Linked DNA regions of Sus scrofa: region 2 is linked to region 1. Evidence: chromatin contacts called from public Hi-C data. All regions are on one chromosome and are shown on one strand. Each heading gives the region's core, a stretch centred on a gene start, on an enhancer-like site or on the middle of the called end of the contact. The rest is flanking DNA. Distances are from core to core; before and after follow the strand shown.

What was found. Hi-C and Micro-C count contacts between places; a contact is called where the count stands out from the background.
Region 2: a contact with region 1 is called in a Hi-C map of skeletal muscle, with 3 times the contacts expected there. The contact joins the enhancer-like site here to the promoter of ZNF608 in region 1. A contact is called at or near these places in 6 of 47 Hi-C or Micro-C datasets (alveolar macrophages, embryonic fibroblasts, fetal heart ventricle and 2 more) and 1 of 2 datasets of contacts at active chromatin or transcription factors (skeletal muscle).

What each region holds. Positions count from the first base shown.
Region 1 is chr2:128,154,992-128,158,399 of Sscrofa11.1, forward strand. It overlaps ZNF608 (zinc finger protein 608), which reads right to left and starts at 1,778. Exons shown (of 13, transcript XM_005661601.3): 1 at 1,149-1,778; 2 at 1-100.
Region 2 is chr2:127,587,102-127,590,509 of Sscrofa11.1, forward strand. No RefSeq gene overlaps it. Among named protein-coding and RNA genes, the nearest start is that of ZNF608, 570 kb to the right of the region's middle. Within about 2 kb of position 1,885, at least 15 of the 83 cell types and tissues checked have an H3K27ac peak or open chromatin away from gene starts, as enhancers often do. A contact at or near this core is called in skeletal muscle, where this site is marked.

The DNA.
Region 1 (3,408 bases), core at 528-3,027:
AAAAAAAAAAAAAAAAAATCTTCTAATCTTCCTCTTCTTTTTCCTGCCCCAGGAATGTGTCCAGGGATTTTTACACCCTTCAGTCCAGGTCCACCTTTTCCTGTGAAGGGGGGAAAAGTCGAATATTTCTTGTCTGGGTGTTACCAGAATAAAAAACGATTAATACTGGGGAGTCAGTAAGGGGTACAGGGAAGGATGGAGAGTAAAGTGGTTCATGTATTGTCTCCACAGTCCAATATCAGGTTTAAAGGAAAATAACCAAACCCGAAAAACATACCCATGACAGTAAGCATCTCACAGTAGCTAAAAAAGAAAAACCCTTTATGAACAGCACAAGGATAATCACTTTTTTAAAGGCATCAAAATATCTTAAGGATCTGAGTCAAGTCCAGAAAGGTTTAAAAAAAAAAAAAAAAGAGAGTTTAGGATTTTTTCTTTCTGGCACATACACATGATAACAACCCCAGAAACACAGCCTGAACACTCAGACAAGAGGAAGGAACACGCTTTAAACATCCTTAAACATGTCCTAGATCTTGCAATTTAAAAGACCAGACCCTGGAAGTTCTCTGAGACTAGTTTCAGAATGATGTTACTAAATTCTTCTCATTTCTAATTTTATTACTTCTTTTTACAAATTGTCTGGGCAATCTGTTTTTGTTCCCAGTAAGGAACAGGAAAAAAACAAAAAAAAAAGAAAAAAAAAACAAACAACCAATACGCCCCCCCATACCCATACCCCCTCTCCTATCCTGTCTTTCCCAACAGTTAATACAATTTTATTCTTGAAATATACACACGTCTTTAAGAGCATTTCTCTATTAAAGAAAAGACAGTGTTAAATAAAAGGCTAAATATCTGCCTTTGGAGAGAAAAAAAATTACATCTAAACAATTCTACCGTATTCCTAGGTCACAGACTTGCTCAGTCTGTTAAATATGGTGCTACTGACTGTACGGGAAACTGATTAAGACATACACTTTAAGTGATCTGCGCCAAGGTGGCCTCAATGACCGCAAATGAGTGTGTGTTTGACAAAGATCAGTTAAAACGGTTTTTAAAGGGATCAGCCCCTTTTTAACAGTTGTCAAGAAAAAAAAAATAAATATACATACACACACACACACACACACACAGACATTGCTTACCTTTAATCCTTTATCATTTTTTAATTAGGCCAGCAAATCAAAATGCCTTTCCCACTCCACTCGGCAAACAAGCCTGTGCCTCATTTTACTTAAACACCAAATGATCAAGAAGGAAGGAACCAAATAACACATCTCAGCCAGAATAATCACTCGATAACATTATTCCACCTCCCCATCCCCCTTTTGGCAAACGAATCAGTCCTTTTCTCCTTAAAAAAATGTGTCACTGTACAGCTGGAAGATAATGTTTCACATTCACAACAGAAGCACCAAAAGGGTTTTTTCCTCTTAACAAGCATCGAGAATAATAGTTTTTTAAAAAAAGAGAGCGAGCTTAGAGAAAAAAGTTTTCCCAACTTCTCATTCCGCCTTCAGTTCCAGACTTCAGAGTCACCGTGATCAGTAAGTAATGATCCCATGTAGCAAACCTACAGGCGTCCGCTAGTAACAAGACAGAATGTGCTAACATCGGGATAAATTAGTGAAAGGGAAGAAAGAATAAGAAGAAAGGACTGAAAATCTGGGCTGGATTCCGCCTGTTAGTCGGGAAGTGGCATTTTTCCGCCCGTCCTGACAGATTTGATTTCTTGAACTAACTTAAGAGGAAAGGAGGGGGACGCGGGGGGTGGGGAGGGGGGAGGAGGAAAGGGGGGGGACGAGAAGCCCGGCAAGAGGAGAACAAGAAAGGTGCGAGGGGGAGGGGAGCAGAGTATTCAGGGAGCTGATAAACCAGTTTTAACAGCCTTCGCTCGGGGCGGGGGTCGGCGGGGTGGGGAAAATAACGGCGTTTAAAATTGGTTCAGTCTTCGAAACCTAAAGGATGTGATGTTTTCCTGTTTTATGTTGTTTTAAGAAAAAGGAACCGAGTTCCTAGTATAAGTCCCTGAGGGGGAGAAAAAAAAAAAAAATCTGCTGTCGCTCAAGTCAATCAGTCATGTGGTAATTCGATAATTAGAGGGGAAAAAAAAAAGATTTTTTTAAGGCGACCTTTTTCAGGACAGTTTTTCCCATTTATAGTCGCAGCAAACGGTGCGTCTCCTTTTTATTTATTTTTCTCTCCTCCTCCTCCCTCGCCCACCCCCTCCTGTGTTTAGTCAGATGGCCCCAGAGCTTGGCTTAGTATTTTTAATTAGCTGGCGTTTGGAAGCTAAAAGCAGTAATGAATTGTTGATGGATTGGAAGTGGAGAGTCGCTTTGCTGGAAATGTCGGGGCTGGGAGAGGGGGATGGGCGAGTTAGCAACAACCAACCATCTAAAAGAAGCGATTTTGTTACAGTGCAAGCCTTTCACATCACGTGAGGATCAAGGGCTCAATTGGTTGTCGTGAGAACAAAAATGGTGACAAGCGTATCAAGAAAATACTGATCTGGTCTTTAAAAAAAAAGCTGAAGGTCTCTCCCCTCCCCCTGCACACACTCTCCCCACCGCCGCCTCCCCCCACCCCCGCCCTTGCAGTGGGAGCAGCTACAAGTTATGAATGTGAAACATTTCTCGCAGATCTAGGCTCGGAAGTTCGGAAGGAGTGAAATGTAATGAGCACAAGAGCAAAGCAGATGTTTTAAAGAAACACCTTATAAACCTTTCCTCAACTTATCTCCAATTTGTCGGCTTTCCCAAGGGGCCGGGATGGGGACGACCAGGCGAGCGGGGAGGGCACTTCCAAGCTACTTGGATTTTAGGGACCCCCCCCCCACCAATGTCTTAAACAAAGAAAAACATTTTGCTAGCTCCCTAGGCAGGTCCTGTAATAAACACACCATTGTTACTATTTGTGGGTTTGTTTGGGTTGGGTGGGGCTTTTTTTTTTTTTTCTCCTTAATGGTGTTTTTGCTGCTTGCTTTTTTAAGGAGGTGGAAAACGGTAATTATAACCATTACATGTAATGGGTGACTATTCCCTTGTTTAATATTAAATTATTGGGCACTAGATGTGACAAGAGACAGAAATCGGCTTGCTCTGCCCTTGCCCCCATTTTCCTGGCTCGGTTTGGAAGAGGGTCCTGCCCAGCTAGGATAGGAGAGGGTGGGGTGAGGTGCGCTAGAGAATGGACACTGCAGATCAGGATTTGTAACTGTGTCACTTTTATTCTCCTTGGGTTAGAGCCCAAAAGGTAATTTACTCTAAGTTACCCCAAGTGCCCAGTCAAGCTTAATTTGTGTGAAGAAGTTACAAATGCTTCACCCTCCACTGAATAAAAATTCACCCTTCTTGGGTTGTTGTTCTCAATGCAAAAGCCAAACCCTGTAACTAGTTCCTCATT
Region 2 (3,408 bases), core at 635-3,134, 570 kb before region 1:
TTTTTGCCTTTTCTAGGGCCGCACCCACGGCATATTGAGGTTCCCAGGCCCGGGGTCCAATCAGAGCTATAGCCTCCAGCCTGTGCCAAGCCATAGCAATGTGGGATCTGAGCCACGCCTATGACCTACATCACAGCTCACAGCAACGCCAGATCCTTAACCCACTGAGCGAGGCCAGGAATCAAACCTGCAACCTCATGGTTCCTAGTCAGATTCGTTAACCACCGGGCCACGACGGGAACTCTGCAAAGTCATTTTTCACGATCAGTTCACAGGGAGATATTTTCTTTCAAGTACAAGCTACAAGTATTTTTTTCAAAGAATGTGAAGGCTTCCAGAGGTATGGGATGTTACTTTTTTTAATCTGATAATACATATGGAGGAAGCAGGTTCTCAAAACAATGTTGATTCTGCCTCTTTTAAAAATATGAATTGCCTCACTTCTGGTCATATATAAAACTATCTGTTCTTCTTCGAACATGTTTAAGGAGAAGTTGGGCAAACAAAACTAGTTCTAAGGCACGGCTCCATTCGCATACTCTGCACTGATGCTTCTAGAAAGTGTATTTATAATGTGTATTTACTTTAAGAAGATCAAGACACTTACTTTTAAAATACGTTTCTGTGATATGTGCTCCCAGAGTTGGACATTAATCAAACCTAAGTAGAATCAACTGAGAGTCAAACTGAATCTCAGAAGCAGAATAACTGGCTTTAGAGAAAGGGCTGGAGGGCTTAGGAAAAGGTCCTCAGGGAAGCAGGCTGTACTTGGAATGTGAGTACCAGTCATTCTATGTGCCACTGGCTGTGTCTGTCCTTAGTGGTCTCAGATCCCATTGTGAAGGAAGGACTTTGGGAACATCCTTCTCCCTCTTGCCTCTCTTCTCCATTTGTAGGTTACATAGAAGCAAGACCAAGAGAGTATGAACTAACATTCAAATTTAGGGCTTATACTTTTTTAAGTTTTTAGTAAGATAACAAGAGTAAACAAAAGAGCTTTGTTCCCAGTCTTAATTTTAATTGGTTCATGCAAAGATATTTTCTAACCATTGGAATCCACAACCTAATCATTAACTTAATCATCCTATTAACTTTGCCAATATACATTGCTTTATGCCATACTGACCTACTCATGTGCACAAAATATGTGTGCAACATTCAGAGATACAGCAAGTTGTGTGTCTGTATGGAGAAAGACACAGACACACACACACACACACGCACAGAGCAGGTCAAGACAACAGCTGTTCAGCATTATTTACAATATACAGGCATCAGTGATGACCTAAAGAGCTGAAGAAAAAAACAGGCCATATTTTCAGCTTAATAAAACCCTGCAGTAGGGAGCCCTTTATGAACAATTACAAGCATTTGCCGGAAATACATTTGCTGATTTAACAAACTGGGTAGGACAAATGTTTAACATGCTGTCGTAATGATGTTCAGATGCTTTTCTTAGTATTCGTTGATCTGAGATAATGCGTTCTTGCCCAATCATTCTACAAAGCAGCAGCAGAAATAAATAAATAAATAGATGTAACGTGATGCGCTCCCACAATAGCAGCGCTGCTGACTGCCCCTGACAGATGGGGAAAAAAAAAGTCAATATGATGCCTGAGACAGCCCAGGCTTGGCACCGCAGAATAAATTACATGATTCGCTGAATGCCTGGGCTTCGCTCAGACATACAAAAAAATTGGAAAGATAAAAGCTTGCATTGGCTTCAGATGATATTTACTGCTTGATGGATTTACTAGCAGCCCCAGTACAGTCATACTGTATTGAATTATTGGCCTCTATTTAGCTGTGTGTCTGTCGGATCTTGAGTGTCCATTTAAGCGTAAGTGAGCTGGAGGCCCGCCAAGCCTCTCAGAGGCTCTGGGTACAGAGGGAGATGTGAGCTAATGGCCACCAGCCCGAAGAACAGAGAGCTGGAGGACACTGGGGGAGGCAACAAAGCCCAGCTACAAAGTACTTTCTTATCAATATTAATGCCAAAATAAATATTAATGGAGGCTGCCCGGCACATCATTTTTGAATGTGCCTTGTTTTCTTTGTATTTTAACACAAATGGCTGGAAATGACTGTGTGATTTTTCTCTTTCTTTCACATTTTCTTTCTTGCTCTGAATCTAAGCAAGAATTTGGAAAAGAACATTAGCTTTGCTCCTACCGTTGTCACAGCGGTGGGGTTTCTATAAGGCAAAGGAGGCAAATGAAATGCTGGTTTTAAGAGGTATACGGCTTCCAATAAAATATATGATTAGAATAGTAATGCACAGTATTGCAGCTATTGTTATGGATTCTTTATTGCATTGTGCTCAGGCAGTTCAACTGAGAAGTAGCATTTCATGTACAAAGAACCCAATGGGAAAGTCGCATTGTCATCTTAGCTTCAAAAAAAAGAAGGTGGTGTGTGGCAGGGGGGCAAAAGGGTCCATGGGGACTCTCTGTACTTTCGGCTCCATTTTGCTGTGAACTTAAAACCACTCTAAAAAAATAACATTTACTAATTAAATGAACACGCACACAAAGAAGGTGTAGGTACGGTGGGCATGGTGGGGAACAAAGAGAGCTAAGTGCCCAAGGCACTGGAGTGACCCAGAGTCCAAAACGTGAGTGAACTGAAATTGTGCATCATGTGTGCACGATGGGGAAGTGAGCGTAAGCCAGAGAGATGGAGCAGTTAAGAGAAGGTCTAGGGATTATTCCCAGGTTACTCACTTTTTATGCGAGTGATCAGGGGAAGGGTTACTGTGCAGGGCTCCAAAGTGAGATCTATGGCAGGAGTTTTCAGCTATCTGTGCAAGGGAACTGCTTCCCCCTGGGCAGCACAAAGCAACCCAGCATTCTCGGAAGATGCATGTGGAGCGTGCCAGATGACTGAATGCACAGGGTAGCTTCAAGAGGACCTCCTTGCTCTGGCGAGAGCACAGATAGCCTCCAGGAGCAGGAAACGGGCTGCAGGTGAACCATCCCCGTGTTAACTCACCATGGAACCAAAGCTGGGAAAATCACTTCATTCCTTTTAGCCACTATTTCCTAGCCCGTAAAACAGCTGCTGATGTCATCACAATAACAATTTACTACTTCACAAGATCTTTAGTGGATCAGGTGGGGCAGGAATGATGAAAAGGGGTATGTTATGGCAGCAATGCACACTCAGTGCTTTCACACTTGCTCATTTACTCTCTTCACAACACAGTGATGTGCATCTTGCTATATCCGTTTCATGAAAAATGAGATGTAGTGACCTAGCCCACGTCACATAGCTAGAAATGCCAAGAATGGACCCCACGCCTCCCCTAGGGTACACTTTCTGGATGAAAAGACAAGAGTGATGGTCATTATCTCCCTCTTTGGGGAGCAGGATGTGACCCTCTGGACCTGGACACATAGGCTTGAACTG